Linked DNA regions of Mus musculus: region 2 is linked to region 1. Evidence: chromatin contacts called from public promoter capture Hi-C data. All regions are on one chromosome and are shown on one strand. The core of a region is the stretch at or near the end of the contact, and the rest is flanking DNA. Distances in the headings are between cores, read along the strand shown.

What was found. Capture Hi-C pulls out chosen DNA fragments and counts their contacts.
Region 2: a promoter capture Hi-C map of adipose tissue shows a contact between it and region 1. The contact joins the promoter of Cenpa here to the promoter of Ost4 in region 1. A contact is called at or near these places in 5 of 39 promoter capture datasets (hippocampal neurons, liver, macrophages and 2 more), 3 of 484 Hi-C or Micro-C datasets (the C2C12 cell line, CD8 T cells and granulocyte-monocyte progenitors), 3 of 115 datasets of contacts at active chromatin or transcription factors (bone marrow-derived macrophages, embryonic stem cells and microglia) and 3 of 9 other capture datasets (adipose tissue, liver and pancreatic islet).

Annotation. Positions count from the first base shown.
Region 1 is chr5:30,905,506-30,912,044 of GRCm38.p6, reverse strand. It overlaps Ost4 (oligosaccharyltransferase complex subunit 4 (non-catalytic)), which reads left to right and starts at 4,257. Exons shown (of 3, transcript NM_024460.4): 1 at 4,257-4,380; 2 at 4,509-4,646; 3 at 5,279-5,529. The coding sequence starts at 4,510. The coding sequence ends at 4,623. It overlaps Agbl5 (ATP/GTP binding protein-like 5), which reads right to left. Exons shown (of 16, transcript NM_001374737.1): 15 at 6,284-6,414; 16 at 5,381-5,929. The coding sequence ends at 6,366.
Region 2 is chr5:30,664,352-30,670,890 of GRCm38.p6, reverse strand. Cenpa (centromere protein A) reads right to left here and starts at 4,005. Exons shown (of 5, transcript NM_007681.3): 1 at 3,778-4,005. The coding sequence starts at 3,862.

The DNA.
Region 1 (6,539 bases), core at 3,008-5,507:
ATTTCTTTTCTATTTATTTTATTCTTTATTTATGTTTTGAGACAAGGTCTTGCTATGTAGGTAGCCTAGGCTGGTCTGGAACTTGTGGGAATCCTCCTGCCTCAGCCTTGTGAGTGCTGATATTATTGCGTGTAGCATCTGTTAGCTATTCATTATCAGACAGTAGATTAGGGCCAATGAGAGAGAGGCTTCCATGATTGATACGGCTGTTGGGTTGCAAGGTTTGGAGTCAGTAAGACAGTGAACACCAAGTGACGTCACGGGGACTTTAGTCCCAGGTTCTGGAGATTATAACTTTGAGTACATTCCATAACCACTGCTGGGAGTCTGCTCTTGACGGCCTCTTCCAAAGTCTACCTTGTAAATCAATGCAGAGCAGTTGTGCTGGTGGTCATGACCATGGGAAGAAAGAAAAGGTTATGCCTTCTGGTTACAGGAGAGAGAAGGGAACACTACAGAAAATACCAGAGCTTGAGCTCAAACGGGGAGGTTGGAAAGGGTGGGTCTGGAGGGAGGAAAGGCTATTTTGATCTGAATGTACTGGAGAAAGAGGGGGAGAGAGGGAGAGGGAGGGAGGGGGAGACGGGAGGGGGGTAGCGAGGGGAGAGAGAGAGAGAGAGAGAGAGAGAGAGAGAGAGAGAGAGAGAGAGGCATTCTAGTAAAAGTAACTGTAAAGAAAATGGTTAAAATGCAGACCTGCATTGGGACAATTTAAAGAGTGTTAATTGGAAAAAGGAATGAATGAATGTCACCAACTCCTCTCTGCAACTCTGAGTGGTTTGCCTCTGCTCCTGAGAGCTGTGGACCTAGAACATGACCCTGATGGCTAGAAGAAAATCTGATGCAAGTCAAGGTGGTGAAAGGGAACGGGAGAAGCAAGACAAGGAGCCGTCTGCTCTCCAGGGCCCTGGGGCCAGCACACAGGCAGACTTGGAGGAAATGTCCACCAGAGGTTTGCCAGTGGAAGGTAGGAGCGTGGGTCTGGGTCTTTGCACCAGTTGAGACCCTAGCCCTGGCAAAGACTAACCCATTTCCCCTCCAGATTGCCCTGGCTGCTGCTGCAATCTTTCTAGTTTTCTTCTCCTCTCCCACCTTGTTACTGCGCAGTTGACAAAAAGTCCCCCTCCTGCTCTCTGGAGTTAGAAAGTCTGTTGTACAGTTTAACTGTGTCAAGTAAAAGAATGCTGGCTTTGAGGAGTGGTTGCAGTTGGTTGCATTTCACCTAGCTTTCCAGCTAGGAGCCAAGACCTAGGAGCTGACAGCAGTGTTTGTGAAAACTCCAATTCACCATTCACTACCAATGACAGTTCTCCTTGCTGGCCTGTGGATGAGCAAGCAGGCTGTGGGTGACCAGTGTTGGATAGGATTCAGAAGTGTTAGCAATGGTGTGGCAATGGCATTGCTGTGGTGGCATTGCCAGGTAGCCACAGATTTCCAAAGTGATTAAGCCAGAATTGCTCACAAAAAAATTGCTAAGTCCCTGTACTAAGACAGAGTCTATTTTATAACATCTGTAAGGTGGGGATTTCCAATGACCTAGTGTCTGTGGGAAATCTGGATCATACTAGGCAGTTCATTCATTCAGCCATCACTGACAATGAGCTCAAGTTCCCAGAGCCAGGATAGCAGGGGGCTCCAGAAATAAGGAGTATTTTATATCTAAGGCCTTCTGTTAAAGGACTTACTATTGGGAGGAAAAAGGGGGAATCATATGAATTAGGCCTTGTATCATGCCAAAACAGATGGGAATTCAAGCTCATGAGAAATCTCTCTTTTTAAAAAAATATTTTTTTTATTTATTATTATAATTAAGTACACTGTAGCTGTCTTCAGACACACCAGAAGAGGGTGTCAGATCTCAACTTGGGTGGTTGTGAGGCACCATGTGGTTGCTGAGAATTGAACTCAGGACCTTCGGAATAGCAGTCAGTGCTCTTACCCTCTGAGCCATTTTGCCAACCCATTTGTGAGAAATCTCAAGCCACACTCCATGGCTGCCAAATGCAAGCACTTTGTTTTTTGTTTGTTTGTTTGTTTGTTTGTTTGTTTTGCCTTCGAGGCCGCTCTCCAGGTAGAATACGTTAGGAGCTGACTACCCTGCGACTCAGGACTAGTTTCCCTCCTTCCCCAAGGTTATGGCTTTCTCCATCCTAAACCGCAGACTCTGTAGTTGCTCATACGGGTAATCCCAGCACTGGGGAGGCAAAGGCAGGAGAATCCTGAGTTTGAAGCCAGCCTGGGCTACATTATGAAATCTTATTTAAATTGCAACTTTAAAAAAATCATCATATTAACTAGGGATTAAGTTCCACAAGTGTCTTCCCACCACCTTCCCCAAGTCCTGGCAGCATGAGGTTCTTCCGGTCTCTCTTCCCACATACTTTTCCATCCAGGATTTTTATCAAGCGTTGCCATTTCTTAGCTGAGTCTAGTTTGGTCCTGAGACTAGTTTTTATTTCAGTGCTTTCAGGCGCTAGGCCAGATGACCCACGGAAAGCTGATAAAGACTCATTGACCTAGGCACAGGAAGGGAAAGGGAGGCAAAGGTCATTTCTGGGTAGTTCTAAAATAAATCTTTTCCCGTTTGTCCCCGACCTTTGGACAACCTCCTGAGTCGAACTACTGTGTTTGTGGGGGAGGGGGGACGTCAGAAGAACTGTCTTTAGCCAGCTGCAGGGCCTCAGTTAGATTACCTTCTGGACCTATTTCCTTCTTTACCAATAAGGAAATAAAATAACAGTAACAAGTCGTGGAAGCGCCTCTCAGTTGTGCTGTCTAGGATGCTATGCACCCTGCTCTGGCTCTTTGAAGGCTGAAGCTGGCTTCTCGGGCCACGGGCAGCCTAGAGGTACTGCTTCTTTTAAAACCATAGACTAATTCTGATTCAATTGCATACCTAAGTGGTTGGACTTGGATCTGCTCCAATTTTCCAGGAGACACGAAGCATAATAATGTGTAATCCTAAAATCTAGACATCACTCTCTCAGGACAGAGCTGAGGACACACAAACTCATAGAGGAATGCCTGGGGAGAGCACGTCTGAGGCTTTAACCATGTTGTGTGGAGGGCACGTAGGCCCGGGATTTCTAAATATGAAACTTCTGGGAAACAGTAGGTGGTGGCTGGACATGGTGGGAGGAGGTAGGCAGCTGTAAACTAACTACTGAAGGCAAGTATTGAGCTTATGAGCAAACTGGACACAAACCACTGATAGTCTGAGACCAGAGAAACCAACATTGGAATAGTGCAAGCCAGCTCACTGTGCACACAGGAGGCAATCTGGTCCCCTGTCCCAGCTGCTCCAGCCCTATAGCAGCTCCTGTAGAGTTTTCTTTGGCTCAGAGAAGCAGAGGCCTCCCCTGAGCCCAGGCCCCCCCTTTACCGCAGGGCAACTGGCTTCCATTACCCCTGACAGCTCCAGAGCAACAGTCCAGCCCCTGGCCCTGTCTGGCTCTACATCGTTCCCTTTTATGGCGAAGCTAAGGAGAAAGCAAAAAGGGGGAAACCTACTTCTCGCTGGATAGAGGGCTGAAGAGATTCAGGGTGCTGCTCCCCTCACCAATGACCCTCGGATGTCTGAATGTCTATTGCAGCCAACTCTCTTCCTCACCACAAACCTACGACCCCTCTTGGCTTGTCCCAGCCCTTCCTTTCCTACCCCCTCATTCACACCCGTGGGGTGATTTCCCACTTGGCCGAGGCCCCACGTTTGGTTTTTGATTATCAGAGAGTCCACCCTAATTCTGACGCCCACCCCACACTGGCCTGAAACTGGCACTGATCAAATAAGTTGTCATGGTCCGCCTCTTTGGTAGGATTGTGGTTTCAGAAAGACTACCACCCGTGAGGGCACTAGCCTCCTCAATCCTGTCCCTATTCTGCATCACCTTCCATTCCATCCCCACGCCAGCGAGCCTGGGAGGGGACCGGGAGGGCAGGACCCTAAGGAAGCACCTGGCTGGGTCGAGCAGGGAAGCGAAGGGTGGGCAGGAAAGTGGGTCGGAGCCTAGAGGTCAGGCCCAGCCTCCCGCCTGCTGCACCCTCGCCTAAACCCACTCCTGGGCTCCAGGGAGGCTGTCACCACAGCGTCTGAAGCTAACCGCGGATTCCGCCGCGCCAGCTGCAGCCAGCTGCGACCCGGGCGGGATTCCCGCCCCTGCCGAGCGGACCACGCCCCGTTCCGCCCTCGCCGCAGGACGGCCATTCTAGGCTCCGCCTAAGACCGGCTCTTTTGCGCGCGCCGCCGGAGCAGACGAGACGGCAGGGTAGAGAAGCCGGAAGTGCCGCGTTGTTCCCCAGCTAGCACTACGAAGTTCCGGCTCAGGTCGCCTACCTCGAGTTTGTGCGTCTGTAGTGTCGGAGTCGGCTGAAGCTGGTCAGGTGAGGGGCTCGCAGGCGCCGTTTCATAGGCGAGCCCGGCGGAGGCTGGATCGTGGTGGCGAGGATCTGGCTTAGTGAGAGAGCAAGGAGTGCGTGAATCGAGGCTCAGTCCTTCCCCTTGTCCACAGGATGATCACGGACGTGCAGCTCGCCATCTTCGCCAACATGCTGGGCGTGTCGCTTTTCTTGCTTGTGGTCCTCTATCACTACGTGGCAGTAAACAACCCCAAGAAGCAGGAATGAAAGTGGCGCTTTCTCCGCCCCAGGTAACGGTCGGGGCAGTAGCGCTCAGACTCTGGACAGCTGAGTGGTGAGGCCGATCCAGGGCCTACACTCTTAGGGAACTTCAAGTCAGAAAGTGTCGAGCCAAGCCTGATAGCCCAGAACCGAGCTCCTTCGTTCGCATTGTGTACAGTGCCTTGATGTATTCTGCTTCAGTCCCCCTAAACGGCTTACTCTTTGAATGAAGATGGGTTTTCGGAGCCATCCTCATTCCCCATTTTGAGGTTTCCAGGAGATAGAGGCCAAAGTTATAGGGTATGGTTACACGGAGGCGCTGACCAGTACAAATAAAGGCAGTAACTGCCAATATAGGGGGATCAAGCCCTTAACAGTCCCACTTTCCCACGGAACCTGAGGCGTTAAGTAATTTGGGGGAGGGGCGTGGTAGTGAAAGATGGAGACTTATTTCCATGTTCTGAAGCCAAAGACGTTTTATGGGTTGACTACAAATAGAAAGCATGGAGAAAAAAGGGAGGGAGCATAGTCTGGAAACCAAGTGTGCTTAAATAATATAAAGGGAATGGGTTAGATGGGGGCTGGCTCCTTAAGGACCTCCCCAGCCCTGCAAGGAAGCTGCAGCATTTTCCTTACTTCGGGTCTTTCCCCTTTTTTCTAGGGTTCCAGGACATAGTCTGAGGCAAGATGGAGGGTGTGAGGGCCTTCACACTTCACTTCATCTCTCCTACCCATCACAGCATACAAAGCAACTACACCTGGATTTTTCCAAACAACTTTTATTTCCTCAAAGTCTTCCTTAACCCTATGGAGCAAGAAGCTGCCACTGAATAGGGCCCAGTATAGGGGCTGCTTTCTTTTCTACTCCCTCCCCCCAATACAAAAATATAGATATATATATATAGATATATATTTTTTTGTGGTCCCAAAATCTTGTGCTGTGGGGGAGTGGGAGGGAGCAGGTCCCTGTTTTGTTCTGTCTTAAGGTGATGTTCTGCAAGGCCTTGGACAGTGTGGCCGACATTCCAAGGAGCTATGGTTGTCACATGGTACCAGCAGCTGGAAGACGGGACTAACGTATCATTTCACTGTGTTCCCTCACCTTAGGGCTACATCCTGGACATGGAGGTAAAGGCATTATCAGACCCTGGGAGAAATAGTGAGTGGTGGTGATTTAGGGACAAAACAAACCTCACATTGGTTCAAGAGCCCCCTGCTGTAACAAATCCGGGATGGGGAGTCAGATAGAGTACAGGAAATAGGAGAAAAGGCGGGGGCAGAGCGAGGCCGTGGGGGGCCGGCCTGAGGCAGCCTGCAACAGAGAAGAGACAGGAAATCAGGGTTGTGGAAACAACCCCCTTTTTCTGGTCTGTTAGCCAGGGGCTGGGAAATGAAAAGGGCAGTGTGAAGCTGGGTAGGGAGAGGCAGGTTCATCATTGCCAGTCACTAGAGTCAGCTAGCCAGTGTCTCGAGACTAATTAGAAGTTATGCTTTGAAGTGAAAACTGAGTCCATGGTACAATAAAAATCAGGGACTAGATTCTTAATGAAAGTGCATTTAGTCTTTGGGATCAATGAAAAGGGAGAAGATTATCCTGAATGCTGAAATGGGGGGGAGGAATAGTAGAAATGAGAGGTGGAATGAAGGCCTGGACTCCGGTGCTCACCCTGGTGTAGCAGAGTGGGGTCCCGGCTCCAGCTCACTGCTCTCTCTGGTCTGGGGGATGGGGGATGTGGGGCTTGAACCTCTCATCCCTCTGCGAGTCGGCGGTGAGCTCCGGCCCAACCTGGGCCTAGCCTGTGTAGACAGGGGTAGACTAAGAGGTTGGCTTCTTCCACGAGGCTTTTCTGCTTTTAGAGTTTCCAGGCTTAAGAATCTGGTACAGAAGTCAGCAGTGGTGCTGGGACCCTGAATTCCTGAGC
Region 2 (6,539 bases), core at 2,756-5,255, 240 kb after region 1:
TTGTTAGCCACTATGTGGTGCTAGGAATCAAACCCTAGACCTCTGGAAGAGCAGTCAGTGCTCCTAACTATTAAGCCAATTTCCAGGCCCTCTAAATAAATCGTTTTGATTTTGTTTTGTTTTTTGGTTTTTCGAGACAAGGTTTCTCTGTATAGCCCTGGCTGTCTTGGAACTCACTCTGTAGACCAGGCTGGCCTCAAAATCCACCTGCCTCTGTCTCCCAAGTGCTTGGATTAAAGGCATGTGCCACCACTGCCCAGCTTATAAAAATAAATCTTAAAAACACAAAGATAGCTGAGTTAAATTCAACTCAAGTGTTAGTTATTGAGATAAACAAGACATTAAATACAGTAGTGATACTGAAAATGAAATAAGTAAGTAGTATAACTGTCAATAAATATAAGTAATTGACTGATTAAAATGATTATGTCTAAAACAAAACAGAAGCACACACAAGGAACTGGCCGGAGGAACACTTGCCTTGTACACACAAGGCCCTGCGTTCAATCCTTAGTCCTGCAAAACAGGAACACGTAGCTTTAGCTAGGTTATTTAAAGCCCAGCCAATTCGATCCCAAGCAGTGAGGAACACTGCAAGGAAAATGGAAGAAGGGAGACGGGACCAGTGCAGGGGCGGCCTGTGCCAGGCAGGAGGTGGAGACTTAACCACCGGTGAGGTCAGGATGATAAAGCAAAGACACAGAGCAGTGTGTAGGAGACTGGAGACACTGAAGACAGAGAGGCAGAGCAGTGTGTAGAGACTGGAGACACTGAAGACAGAGAGGCAGAGCAGTGTGTAGAGACTGGAGACACTGAAGACAGAGAGGCAGAGCAGTGTGTAGGAGACTGGAGACACTGAAGACAGAGAGGCAGAGCAGTGTGTAGAGACTGGAGACACTGAAGACAGAGAGGCAGAGCAGTGTGTAGAGACTGGAGACACTGGAGACACTGAAGACGGAGAGGGAGGACCCTGCTCGACTTTGGTTGTTGTTGCTGTGATAAACACCACCTCCAAGACCTACCTGGAGAGGGAAGGGTTGATTTGGCTTATATGTCACTCACCGTCCATCAGCAGAAGCCAGGGCAGGAGCTCAAGGCAGGAATCTGGAGGCAGAATCCTTGGAGGAATGCTGCTTACGGCCTGCTCCCCTATCTTTAAATCCAGATAGGAGGTGGTGGGCTACAGTGGACTTGGCCCTCTGACAAAGATAAGCAATTAAAAAAAAATGCTTAACAGACATGGCCACAGGCCAGCCAGTTTGATAGAAGTAATTGCTCAGTTGAAGTTCCTCCTTCCTGGGTTTGTATCAGGCTGTCAACTGAAGCTAGCTATGATGGGCCATAACTAAAAGATAAACTACAAATGGCTGCCTCCTCCCCACCCCACCATTTTCGAGATCTGGGCTTTTGGGGGCTAGAGGGTGATGTTAACAGGTACACACTCACAGAAAATGAAGGCAACACAACTAGAGACCACCAAAGAATGTGACTAACACCAGAAGGAAAAGGAGCCAAAACCAAGAATCAAAATAAACTATACTCAAGGAGTTTGAATAGCGAGAGAACTGAATGCCGTGCCGTGTGCGATCCATCGCTGAGAGGCAGAGGTAGGAACCTCCACTGGGCTACATGGAGAGAACTTATTCTCTCCCAGAAAAGAAAGATTTTGAGAAATAGAAGAGGAAGAGAACTCCAAGACTCATGATACACAAACAGGTGTTTATGAAACGGAAGTGATCAGAGATGACCTGGAAAGAACTGCATTCAAACACCCTGAGGCTGGGTCTCAAAGGTCAACGTTAGCAGGTGGGAGCCCGAGAATTTCAAGCAGGACTTACACACTAAAGCTCTCTCCAGTCAGGCCCACAGGCCCTCACCTACAGTTCCAACACCTGGAATACAGAGACAGGGTGTCCTGAGCTCAGGGTTAGCCTGGGACACATGGATGTCACTGTCACACACCTAAAATGGTTTTATTTTATTCTATGTGTATGTGTATCTGTTTTGCCTATGTGCATGTCTGTGTGTGTGCAGTACCTGCAGAGGCCAGAAGGATCCCCTGGAAATGGAGTTACAGATGGCCGTGAGCTGTTATGTAGCAAGAACAACACAAAGTCCCTTACAGCACAAAAGGGAGATATGTCTAAGGGCCCACATAAAAGAAGGGTTGGTTGACTTGGGAAAGGAGGGGGCACCTAGCAAGGCCTGAGGCTGAATGGAGAGGAAGGAGGGGGGAATAAAAAGCACCAAATGGCTGGAAGAACAAGGTCAGCAGACAAGGGCAGTAGGAGAGCCAAGAAGTGGGCGCAGCTGATGTAAAACTTTTCCCTAAGATAAGAGTAATGGAAGGTTGCTTCTACACTGGAAGTCCACATCGAACATCAGCTCTGGTCGAGCGGTACAACCATGACCACATTATTCCCTTAGGGGCTCACCATACCTCAATGAGAAATAGAATGTGGTGGTGCATGCCTTTAATCCAAGCACCAGAGAAGCAGAAGCAGGCATGTAAATCTAATTCTAAGTCCTTCCTTACCCCCCTTTTTATTAACAAGCTGCTGGCATTAAGCTAGGTAGGTTCTGAGATATTCTTTTTTTTTTTTTTTGAGGCAGGGTTTCTCTGTATAGCTCTGGCTGTCCTGGAACTCACTTTGTAGACCAGGCTGGCCTCGAACTCAGAAATCCGCCTGCCTCTGCCTCCCGAGTGCTGGGATTAAAGGCGTGCGCCACCGCGCCCGGCGGTTCTGAGATATTCTAACCCGGCTAGGCTGCTGTTACCAGGCTATATGACCCATTATTTGCCATCTGATCTTGCCCTGGCTCTCTCTGGTCCATGTGGGTCCTCATGGCTGCTCTCTTATCCAGACCTCATGAGTAATCCTTCTTCACCCACATGGTCTCTCCATCTCTTCTTCTCACCTGGTCTCTTCAGGACCCTCTGATTGGGAACAGAAGTCCCACTCTTCTTTCTTCTGCCCAGCCAATTGGTTGATCAGCTCATTAACCAATCAGAGGTGATGGAAAACAGTTTTTACATCACATTGAGGCAGTGTCTGGATTGTAACCAGATCTCAGAAATAGTTCCTGAATACACACTGCATACAACCATCCCCAACACAGGCAGAGATCTGTGAGCTCTAGGCTAGCCTAGTCTACATAGCACGTTTCAGGTCAGCAAGCCAAGGCTACACACCGATACATACCGAGTTCCCGTCTTAAAAAAAAAAGGGTCGGGGAGAGGGTTGGGGATATAGTTCTGTAGTAGAACCCTTGCCTAACATACACGGAGTCCTGGGTTCCATCTCTAGTGCTGCAAATAAATAATAAAGAGTAGGAGTTAGAAAGCTGGTTCAGCTGTTAATAGCCCAGGCTGCTCTTCCAGGGGGGCCGAGTTCTCTTCCTAGCACTCTAAAAAAAAGGGCAGCTCACAACTGTAACTCCGGCCCCGGGGTTCCGACGCTCTCTTCTGGCCGTCGCCAGAGCACGAACACAAAATAAATGCAAAATACATGCAAAGTAAATAAATGCAAAAAAAGACCCCGTGTCCGTCAGAATGAGTTTGTCTTTGCTCCAACTCCTTGTCTTGTCTGCATTTCGTTTTTCTCCCTGCTGTAAACCGGTCAGGAACAAACAAGCAAACAAACAAACAAATAAACAAAAAAACCATTACCCCTACGCGAGGTTAGCGGCAAGCCGTGACCAGGAACCGTCCCTCTACAGGCCCGGCCCCACAGGATGACCGCACCGGCCTCGGAGGTGCAGGGCAGGCTCGCTTACCTACACTGGAGCTCTGTCGCGAGGGTCCAGGCGCCGGGCTGGAGGGTCTCCTCCTTGGGGTCTGCGGTTTGCGACGCGGGCCCATGGCTGGCCTCGAGGGGCCGGGTCCCGCCGCCTTCCCTAAGCCTTCTTGGTCCTGCTGCCGAAACCGAACGCGAGCAAGCCCAAGGTGCGCGTCAGGACCGCCAGAACTCGGTCGCCAGCAGTTCAAAAAATCACCCGCCCCTCCCACCGCATCTTTTAAATCCCAACTTTGTGACTCTCAGTGGCTGGTTCTGGAAAGCCAGCGTGGAGCGACATCCAGATAAACCAATGAGAATAAAGGTCTGAAGCCAATGGGTACTTGAAGACGGGAAGGAAGGCAGGATTTCCCCACCCTTTTCCTGTTGATCTCTTTTTCAGATGCCCTCTGGGCAGGACGGCTCAGTTCTTACGTGGGTGGTGGGTTTGTAGAGCTCACTTCCTCAAAAGTTTTATGCTTTTCTATCAAACGTTGAGGTGGCTTTAAAAATACGGAAACAGATGCCCAAGAATGTGACAGCTCCACACAGCACCCGTGACACTCCTGAAAGCAACCAGCAAATATGATTCAGAAGCCTGGTTAACTGCATGACCTTTTCAGAAGATAGGGTCGTGGGGACAGCCAGGACGGAGGAATCTGAGGACAAGGTCCAGGCAGGGCAGGCGCCAGCACTATTATTGGACCATGCTATCAAACACAATGACAGAATTGCCTGAGAAAAAAACCGGCTTTTCCTTTTCTCCCGGGAGTAATATGAATTCAGGTCATGGCTCCGTAATTAGAATAAAGAGAATTTCGTCATTTTGCTTTTTTGAGTTTTCTAAATGATCTATCATGAACGTGTACTCTAATCAGGAAAATACTTATATAATCAGTGGTTTCATAGAAGCCTGGTGGAACATTGGGGTGGGTGGTGTAAAATGGCACAGCTGCTATGGAAATGTGTCATGGTTCGAATCTGAAATGTCCTCCAAAAGTTTGGTGTCCTCTGTGCAGCAGTGTTCAGAGGTTGGGCCACAGGTGCTCTGACTTCATCTGTGTATTCCTTTAATCCCAGCACTTGGGAAGTAAAAGCAGGTTTGTTATAAGGACAGGGCCAGTAGACCTACATAGTGAGTTCCAGACTAGTCAGAGCTATGAGCAAGATTTTATCTTATTTATTTTATTTTATTTTTGTCTCAAATAAACAAAAGACCAACAACCAACTCGTTCAATCTCCAGTATTTTACCAACAGACATGAAATTTAAACATAGAATTACTATATGATCCAGAAGTCCATATATATATATATGAAGACATCAGGATCCTCAGCAACTGTTAATTAGTCAGATAATATCCGTGTATGAAGTCTGCTCTAGACAGATAGCCCTTTAGTAAACTAGAAGGAGAAAGCTAGATTGAGGACAGACTCTACGATTCATAAGAAACTGATGATACTACCTATATAACTGTAATGGTGTGTGGGTTAAGGCATAAGAGGAGGGTAGTGCTTATTAACGTACGTAGTTTTGCATATTTTGGCTTTTGAACCAATCGGACTGTTGTACTGCAAGTGGGGGTGGGGCACCGGAAGAACGCAGGGCAAAATCCGAAATGAAGATCCACAGCTTGTATCTTCCTTCACCAGGCCGGAAGGGGAAACAGTGGAAGTCTGGGCCAGATGCTGTGATTTGTGGTTTCTTCTTTGGGTACCTGGCTGTCACTGGTGTACTGCCAGGAGTCAGGAATGGGGGTCCAAGATTTTACCCCCCTCCAACATCTGGGCATGCCAGGTGGAGAGGTCGAGGCAGAGCCCAGGATGAGTGAAACCTGGTCTGACTGGGAGTGAGGGCAGAGCGTGCTGGAAGAACTGGAGAGGAGAAGACCTTGCTCAGGGGTCTTAGGCGCAGCTCTTTAGTCAAAGGCCTTCTTCACCTCGTTTCTGAATGAAACAACTTTCTGAGACAATCTTTGCTTGCTCCTATTGCTTTATTTAATGATGGATGTGAATGCATATACTTTATTTGGGGTGAACCAGGGATTATATACCTCTTGTGGGAAGGAATATCTAGGAAGGGGCGCTCATTGGCTGAAGGCTCAGGGCTATCTAGATATCTCATTAGCATGGAGAAGAACTATAGATGTTGTGCTGGGTGACTCAGTGCCTGAGGTCTTCAGTGGAGTATCATGGTTATGTGTTCCAGAGCAGGTAGGCATGGCTCCACTTCTACCAGCCTGAGATCTCTCAGATTCCTGGGATCTGAGCTCACTCAACCATTCTAGTTCTTATGTCTGTCTGGTAACACGGTCCCACATGCCGTATATTAAACTACTAATTTTTTAAAAATACATCGAATGAAAACATATTGGGCTGAAGAAGTCACGTTGAACACTAGATGTCTCTGAGCTATGGACGAGTTGACTGGAACAAGAGTTGTAACATGTAGATCATAGAAACCCTCAGCAGCCGGGCATGGTGGCGCACGCCTTTAATCTTAGCACTCGGGAGGCAAAGGCAGGCAGATTTCTGAGTTCGAGGCCAGCCTGGTCTAGAGAGTGAGTTCCAGGACAGCCAGGGCTACACAGAGAAACCCTGTCTCAAAAAACAAACAACCAAAAAAAAAAAAAAAAGAAAAGAAAAGAAAGAAAGAAAGAAAAGAAACCCTCAGAACCAACAGGGAAGTTCAGCATAGGAGAAAGGGGAGAAATTAGTTGTGCCAGCATGTCAGACAAGAGACTCTAATCAGGGTCAGGGTCAGG